Regions from separate parts of the Mus musculus genome. Here region 2 is linked to region 1. A link is a contact called in public Hi-C data. All regions are on one chromosome and are shown on one strand. The core of a region is the stretch at or near the end of the contact, and the rest is flanking DNA. Distances in the headings are between cores, read along the strand shown.

Region 1 (4,499 bases), core at 1,082-3,581:
CAGTCATTATCTATTGTGTGCGCACAGACCTCAGTCATGTATGAAGGTCAGCACTTTCCCCACTGAGGTCTCCATAGACAGTCCTTAACATTTTTACAATGGTAGATGCTACTCTTGTCTCTTCTTTCAAAACAACCATGTTTTCAGTCAGCTGTCTTGGTCCACTTGTGCTATACAAGAGGGTACTTGAGTTGATTAGTTTAAAGAACAGCATTGTTTCTCATGGTTCTGGTGGCCAGAAAGTCCAAGATGAAGGCATGAGTGTCTAGTGAAGGCTTTTTTGTTTGTTTATATAGCTGAAGTTGGAGAGGGAGGGAGGGAGGAATTGCAAGCAATACCTGTCCCGTTCCTTTAGAAGGGGACTAATGTCATCAGTGAAGGATGACCCTTTAGGCTTCATCACCTCTTAAATGCCTCACCTCAGAATGCTGTCACATTGGCCACTTTGAATTTTGCAGGCTATCATTGAAAGCAAAGTATTTCTGTGCACCTGATGGTGTTTCTGAGAGAAAAAAATCCGATTCCCAAACTTGACTTTACTGCCAACACTAACTTATGACTAGTTCATATCAAATCTTATTTTGTTTTGATTGATAATTCTAATTATTTTTAATTTGTGTGAAGTTAACATCTTAATAGGATTTCCTTCAATTCAGTCTAGCATCTTGTTGGACTAGAATTCTAGAGATCTCACTTTGCTTCATATTTAGGGTGATTTGAATAATTTTGTGGTAAAGCTCTCAAATGGTGAAGTCCAGATTTATGTTTCAGTAATATGTGATATATTTTATATATATATATATGTGTGTGTGTGTGTGTGTGTGTGTGTGTGTATATATATTTTTTTTAAAGGGCCAAGCATTGTGGAATTGCCAGTCCTTTCTACTTCAAAGGTTAAAGCTGGAGACTCAACTTGGTCCCAACACAAAAAATAAATAAGAAAAAGAAAAACTCAGTTAGTTAGTTAGTCTGTTAGTTTGTTGTTTTTATGAGACAGAGTCTTCGTATGTAGTCCTGCTCTCCATAAACTTGTGTAGTCTAAACCTTAAGCTCACAGAGAATTACCTGTCTCCCCTGACCACTAGGGACCCAGGACCACATATTTCTATCTTAAGAGATCTTCCAAGGTATTCTCTCAGCACCATTACTAAATATAAAAGAAATAATTCCTTAATTAAAATGTGGGGGGCTGGTGAGATGGCTCAGTGGGTAAGAGCACCCGACTGCTCTTTCAAAGGTCCTGAGTTCAAATCCCAGCAACCACATGGTGGCTCACAACCATCTGTAATGGGATCGGGCTTCCTCTTCTGGAGTGTCTGAAGACAGCTACAGTGTACTTACATATAATAAATAATTATTAAAAAAAAATGTGATTTGAAAGCATCTTTTGGATCCAATTTGACTGAAAAACTTTTTCACTTCAATAAAGACTAGTTTGTCTTTGATACTAATTTTATGATCTGTGAGAAACATTTAATTACAATGTATACAGGCCAGCCAGAACTACATCAAGAAACTCTTGTTGAAAAAAAACCAAAAAGGTAGAGCTTTCTTGTGTCTTCAGACACTTTAATATTTAAAAATAGCATATAATTGAATACACGAAGATAATCATTGTGGCATACATACTTAAAAGGAATGGAAGCTTTAAAAAATTAGGTGCAAAATAGTTTGCTTTAAAACAGGTTTTTTTGAGTCTTATAAGTAGATGGTTTCTTCCTTTTCAATAGTTTTTTTTTCTTGATTGCCATTTTGATAAGTTACACTTGATTTGATCTATTTGGTTTAATAGAGTAGTCATTCGTTTAGAGAAATCGAAATCAAAATGAAGTATGGGTTTCTACAGACGAAACACTACTGTATGTAGAAATTGTGACAGTTCATTATCAAGCTGCTTTTTGAGTGGCGTCAGCATCTGAGCGGTGATTTAAAGCCCTTCAGCCAGATCAGGAAATCGATAAAGAGAGAACCGAACAGCAGGAACATAGTGAAGTTTGCCTGTCCCTGGGAAAGAAAAGATTACATGTGATTTAAGAATTGCCGAATCAAAGGGAGCATTAGTTTTGATTAAGGAAAACTGTGTGCCAGCTACCATGATAGATTGGTAAAATATGTGTTCATATACTGTGAATTCAACACTGAAAGCTCTGAAAGACTAATTGGTTTGAAAGGTTTAAGACTGACTCCAAAGTACCAAACAGCCAGACTACCGCAACCTAATTAAAACCTGGGTTGTAGAAGCCGGAAGCTGACTGGGCGGGACTAGACGCTCATTGGCTCCCACCGTCTGGTCTGCACCAGCGCAAACGCGGAGGTCCCCGCCAACCCTCACCCCACCCCCGCACTGTGACGACTGCGCATGCGTCAGTGGTGAGTGGCGGCCACGGAGTGTGGCGGCGGAGGGTCAAGGGATGTTTTGGGTGGGTTCCGAACCGGGTCCATACTGACCCTTGGAGACTTTCCCAGTAGGGGCCTCGTCTCTGCGGGGTCCTTCTTCTTGGACATCTTGAGCCGGAAACAAGTCCTTAGTGGTCCGGTCGGAATGGTGCCTGGGGAAGGGATATATATGCATGGACACGAGGAAGCCTTGAGCCTTAGCATGGGGTTTGGCTGGCCGGGCTGTTCATCCAAACTTACCTTGTTGTGTGTTTGTGGCTTGCTTTCTCTGTGCAAGTTTTATCTCAGGTCATGGTGGGATTTATTATTTTGAGATGGTCTCACTGTATAGCCAGGCTGGCCTCGAACTCAGACTCATTGATCCCTCATTTTTCCCGTGTCACCACACCCAACAATCTTTCTTTAAATAATAAACAGTATTTAGGAAGTGAAGGACTTCCCTCAGGCAGAGACTTGTATGAAAATGAAAGCACACGATTTTTATACACTCGAGATGCACAGGCAGACAGATCTCTGAGTTCAAGGCCAGCCTGGTCTACAGAGAATTTTCCTGGACAGCCAAGGCTACACAAAGAAATCCTATCATTCATTCATAGGTAGATAGATAGAGCAAGTTCTAGGACAGCCAAGGCAACACAACTGTCTTGAATCAATAAGATTACTTAGAGAATATCTGCCAGGCATTGTCATCTACAGAGTTCACGCTCAGGGAACAAACAAGTTGAGAACAATGTCATTTCTAGTGACTGTGGGTGCCTGTCTCTGAGCCGCAGGTTGAGCATACTTGACAGGTCATTCTATTCGCCTACTAGTACAGCTACCCTTCCTGCAGTTTACTAACGACTCTGGAAAGAAACTTTGTTTCATTCTCTTTCTGCTGGCTTAAACTCTCTTGACCTAAATATCTTGGAGAAGGTACTTAGATACTCTGACATACAGTATTGTTAGTTTTTTGTTGTTGCTTTCGTAGATCTGATGCATGGGAATAGAAGTTTGTTTTGATTTTGGGTTTTTTTTTTGGGGGGGGGGTTGGTTTTGTTTTTTTTTGTTTTTCCAGACAAGGTTTCTCTGTGTAGCCCTGGCTGTCCTGGAACTCACTCTGTAGACCAGGCTGGCCTCGAACTCAGAACTCCACCTGCCTCTGCCTCCTGAGTGCTGGGATTAAAGGCGTGCACCACCACGCCCGACTAGAACTAGAAGATTTTTATAGAAATGAAGAATCCCTGCTGCTGCTGCCGCTGCTGACCCTTTCCCCACGGTAGTCCCATCTTCCTGTAACCCCATTTCCATTTTTCCTATCAAGGCAAGGCCTTGACTTTATTTCCCATCAGGTTCTTCCCTGTTGCCCTTAGGTGCTGAGCCACATTTCTGACATAGAGCAATAGCTGTCTTGCCATTTCTTTGTCTCTGGGGTTTCTGGACCTCTGCACTAAGGATATTTTGGACAGATCTTTGAAGTAGAGGGTTGTCCTATGAACTGTAGAAAGTTCAGAGTCATAGCTGACCTTTGTCCACTGGTTGCCAGCAATGCCCTTGATTATGATAACCAAAAATGTTTCCAGCTGTTTGCAAGTCTTTCTCCTAGAAGAAGAGTGACTCCTGGCTCTCCCATGAGAACCACTGATCTAGAATATGAGCCAGTAAACACTCCAGGTCAGTTTAATATGACACAGCCCTTTTCAGACCTGCTTAACACAATTTCACAAACCTACTTAAAAAGCAATACAAAACAGCCACACAGCGTAACACACCTCAGGAGGCTGAGACAGTGGGATCATGAGTTTGAGGCTAGCCTAAGCTACATAGTGAGTTCCAGGAGAGCCTGGGCTACATAGTGAGACCCTGTCTTCTGTATTTCTTCTCCCCCACCCCCCTCAATATGGTTAGTAATGACAGGAACTTCTGTCTTCCACCACTACCTTAGTAAATAGAACTTTACCAAGCATAGTTCTCACACAGAGAAGTAACCACTGTATAATCTTATGGCTTTTATGAACTTTTTTTAATCTTCACAGTTTTGACCTTTATTTAAATGAAGTTATTTATATTTTCTTCGAGGAGTACTAGGGATTAACCCTGTGGTTTTGCACAGGCTAGCAAGC
Region 2 (4,499 bases), core at 839-3,338, 73 kb before region 1:
AGCGATTATTTGCTTATAGCCCTCTCATTTCTCAGTGTGTGTATTTATGATGTACGGTAGCTTTCATAAGGGCAGAGCTTGTCTGGACACTGTAAAGAGCCGTACCGCTGTTTCTAGTTGTGCTTAATTCTTAGTTGTGCTTTCAAAGTCATCTCGGGTTTCACCGGTTAACTGCTTGAAGGATGGAGTACACAGCAACATGCACTGTCATGAGTCTACTGCGAAGCTCTGGGTTACGTTAATGTTTGCATCTAAACTTGACCAAAAATCTTTTTTAACCCCTTACTCAGTTGCCACCAGCACAGAAGGGCAAATTCCTCTAAGAAGACTTCTCATTCAAGTGGCAGTCAATCACAACTCAGAATTTTCACATTCTTATCTAGGGATTAGATGTCATTTTGTAGCATGTCTGGGAGATATATTCTGATAAAGGGTGAGGTTTCTCTCCGATGCATCTCTTTTCTGTCCTCTTACAACTTCCTCCTTTTTGGCTTCAGTTTTATGAGTTTTTCATTTACTCTCTTTTCTTTTTCTTATCCTATTTCCCTCTTAGTTTTTGCTTCTTTGCGTGTATGTGTGTGTGTGCATGTGCATGCATGTACACACAGTTGTCTGACTGTCTCTTGTGTGTGCACACGTATGTACATATTGCATGCTTGTGTTTTTTTGTCATGAGCACTTTTAGACTATTTCCCCTAAGACGTCTTTGGCACTTAGGAACTTACTGGTTTTTTAGGGTTAAATGTTTGTTTTGTTTTGTCTTAAAGGACAGACAAGCCTGAGTTTAATTCTTGCTAAAGACATAACCAAGAAATAAGGGGATTGGCTTATTACTACCTCTGAAATCACCTCTGTACTGCTCCTTTGCCTTCTCAGGGAGAAATGGGCTCTACTCGCTCATCTTAGGCAGCCAGCACAAAATGAAACAAACCAGCATGTTCAGTTGGGTTAGTAAACTTGCTTCTGCATCTAAAAAATTGTCATTGGTAATGCTGTCAATCTTATCTTCAACGAGCCTTTACTATTCGTCAGTAGATGTAGGTGTCCTTATGGGAAATAGCTGGTATTTCAGCACTTACAGTCCTGTGGTTTGAATAGAAACCTTTAAGGTTAGACTGCAGTGGCTGATCATCTATCTATAGTAGGCTTGCTTTTATTTTTAGAACACCTTTTAAAACTTAGTTTCCCTTTATTATTAATTTTACTTCAGTTTTTTCTAAAGGATGCTATCATGTTTCAGAGAAAATATTTGTTTTTTATTTCAGAATAAAAACAACTTATAGTTCTATAATCATTGAAGTTACTGTGGTAGCAAAGAAGGCATTCTCCAAAGAAGTTTATCATAGCACTGTGGTAGCCAGCAGCAGCTCTTCCTGGAGGGATGTGAGAAATTGTAGCTGAGCTGTGAGTTAGTGTCAGTCCTCTTGATGGCAGAGAGTGAGACTGAGGCCTGTGTGAACGCAGAAGCTCTGCTCCTGAGTCCTGGCCAGCGTGCAGAGTGCTTCCTAGCTTCTATTACACATATATGCTCTGTGTGAATGTACTCTTTGAAGGCTAATAGTAGTGTTTATCAGAAAAGATAATACTCATTTACGAAAGGTCCTACGTTTCAGTTTGGAATTTGGCTTTCTTTTCGGGATTCCTCTATCCTTAGAGATAGCTTCTCCTAGTAAGTTAGATCTTCCCTTCCTGCCACGGAGAGGTGGGTGCTGAAGAAAAGCTAACAAGTGTCTCTTGACAACTTTCAAGTGTCATTCTTGTATAAGACAGAAAGAAGGCTAGGATAGAAGCACACTTAATTTAAAGTAAGTGTGTCTCAGTGCTCAGCTGACAGAAGGTATCTTCTTGGTCTTGCCCATGCGAGTGTGTGCTTAGCAAGGATTAGTGTTATTTAGGTAGCCATATGATATCACATTTCCTCTCTGTTGGGCAGCAGTTTCTTCAGCTATAAGACGGTGCAGTTGTATAAGATGATCTTTGCTGTTTTTAACCTTCTGTGAGGCCTTCATATTTTTGCCTTCTTAGAATCTGTTAAGAATTTCATTGTAGATGGAAGTGAAGACAAACAACATCCTCTCAAAAGGAAATCTGTGGTGAGATTATACAACTCACCTTTATCAGACAGTCCTATTTCTTCTTAAGGGAGATAGATATATCCTGTTTCTGGCTAAAATTGTTTGACTCTCGATAAAACTGCCTACCATTCCATCCTTACTTCTGGAAAATTAAAAAAAAAATTATAGTAAGGTCACATTTTTAAAATTAGTCACTTATTATATTGTAAAGTTTTAAAGTTTTTGTGACTTCCAATCATTATCCTAATCAATTCATGTTAACGTAGCAAGGACTAATCAAATCTTAGAAACAGAAAGCCCGGATTGGTTCTTTCTACTTTTGCTGTATTCAAACCTCCTGTCTGCAATGGCATGCTCTTATGCAGGTACACCCATATCTTCACAGGTAATGTGTTAAGAACATTGGTAACGTTTTTAATGACATGAGCTTGAGCTAGAAACTGCCCAGCTATACTTTGTGCTCACTTGATTGTTCAAAGGCACCATTTTAGGCCTAAACTTAATTTCTCATGGCTTTCCGATACTCATATCCAGTGTTCTTGGCATATAATCTGGCGTCTAACCAGACTTTATTAAGAGTTTCACATGGTTATTTTTAGACCTTCAGAGAATTTCTACTTTTTCTTGACTTCATTTTGGCTGTTTCTTCCTTTTGATAGTGCTGTTTAAAAACTATAGCAATATACACTAACAGAAAAAATAGAAAATTAATATATAAAGTATTTTTTCAGGGTGTTAATTTTCTATTTTTTCCTGATTCAGGTTTTAGCTCAGATACTATACCTTGCCAGGTAGGCTGGGTCTTTCTAAGTGTAGCCTCGGGATTTTACTCAGTTTGATCAGTACTGCAATCAGAAAATTAACAAGAACTTCTCACCTTGTGTAAATATGGCTCATTATATTTGAGCATTTTGAAGCAAAGAACTTGGATATGGTTGTTTATTTCTGAACTTGCTATTGAGGTTTGTCATCCTGCTGGATGCTTACTTATTTAAAAGCTCCAATATTTTAGCAGCATGGCTCATCACAAATAGTAATGTTCAAAGATCAGTTTAATAAGATTTTTCCAATAAAAAATTCCCGTTTTGCACAGTGTGAGAATCTCTTAGTCCACTTTCTGATTGCTTCATATTTTTATTTTTACTTTTTAAAGCTGTGTTATTTTTTAGTTCTTCATGCTTTGGAAGTAACAGTTGAAGAGAGGTGAGGAAAGTTTGTGAAAATTGTGATCGGTGATTAGCTGCCACCTGCCTGAGGTGTCTTCTGAGAGGAACTAACCTCTTTGTGGTGCTAGAGCAAGGTCACTGGATTAAAACCAGATCAGGTAACCATCTTATTCCTTGTCTGAAAAGTTCTGTCTTAAAATTTAATAAATGCAAAGTACACATGGTAACATGAACTACTGCTTAAAGAGAGTTTTTAATTTTCTCCCCAGAAACCAGTAAAGTGGACTATGTCCTTTTTCAAGCTGCCACAGCTATAATGGAAGCGGTTGTCCGAGAGTGGGTTCTCTTGGAAAAGGGCAGCATCGAGTCACTGAGAACATTCCTCCTCACCTATGTCTTGCAAAGGCCTAAGTGAGTACCTGGGGTGGCACCGCTAAAATACAGGAGGCCCTCTGATCTGTCCTTTGAGACACCCCTTCTTTTCAGTGGTGATGGTTATGGGCAAGCTCTGTGCTGGAGCTAGTAGTTTGAAAATCTATGCACAATTGTAGCTTGCTTTCATACTCGATAAAAATCATACCTTTTACTTACATTTCTAATCCTAAAGAAATACGTGATACTGTTCTTGTTGAACTTTCAAGAATTTGATTATAAATTAAAGTTAACTTTTGACTGTCAAAACTTACATTTTCTTGCTCTTAGATGATTGGTAGGATAGTTTTTTCTTTTAATATGTTTAGAGGAAGTTTAGCATGGGCTGAGTATTATAAGATGTAGCTGCGTAGCCCCAGAAAGGAAGAGGAAGAAACTAAACCACCAATAAGCCAAATGTTACATAGAAATGTTGCATACATCTATGCATAGAAACGTCACATACATCTGTGCATAGAAATGTTGCATCTATGCATAGAAATGTTACATACATCTATGCATAGAAAACATTTTAGAAGGAAAAACACTAAATTCTTTCTTTACTTTGAAAAAGATCAAATTTTGAGTGAGGTAAAGTGAATTTTCTTTAATGTTTAAACATTCTTACAAGACTGTACATTTTTTTTTAATGGGAATAACACAGTTTTGCTATATTGGATGGTTGTATTGATCTGTACTGGTAAAATAATTTCAAATAAGTTTTGATAATGTGTTCTTACAGTTAAAGAAAAATTGAGAGAAATCTTCATGTTTATATTTATATAATAAAGGAACTAACCATGTTTATCTGTAACAATACTTTTAGAAAGATTAGGGGCTTGGGTAT

Evidence for each region. A called contact is a pair of places that touch in the nucleus more often than the background predicts.
Region 2: a Hi-C map of regulatory T cells shows a contact between it and region 1, with 4 times the contacts expected there. The contact joins the enhancer-like site here to the promoter of Eef1akmt1 in region 1. A contact is called at or near these places in 2 of 39 promoter capture datasets (the C10 cell line and macrophages), 4 of 484 Hi-C or Micro-C datasets (double positive thymocytes, erythroblasts, nephron progenitors and 1 more), 3 of 115 datasets of contacts at active chromatin or transcription factors (the SCID.adh cell line, bone marrow-derived macrophages and embryonic stem cells) and 3 of 9 other capture datasets (adipose tissue, liver and pancreatic islet).

Annotation. Positions count from the first base shown.
Region 1 is chr14:57,569,414-57,573,912 of GRCm38.p6, reverse strand. Eef1akmt1 (EEF1A alpha lysine methyltransferase 1) reads left to right here and starts at 2,331. Exons shown (of 5, transcript NM_026526.3): 1 at 2,331-2,370. It overlaps 1700039M10Rik (RIKEN cDNA 1700039M10 gene), which reads right to left and starts at 2,299. Exons shown (of 2, transcript NR_152103.1): 1 at 2,228-2,299; 2 at 1,545-2,004.
Region 2 is chr14:57,642,235-57,646,733 of GRCm38.p6, reverse strand. It overlaps Xpo4 (exportin 4), which reads left to right. Exons shown (of 23, transcript NM_020506.2): 3 at 3,511-3,652. Among named protein-coding and RNA genes, the nearest start is that of Xpo4, 21 kb to the left of the region's middle. Within about 2 kb of position 2,088, at least 2 of the 459 cell types and tissues checked have an H3K27ac peak or open chromatin away from gene starts, as enhancers often do. A contact at or near this core is called in regulatory T cells, where this site is marked.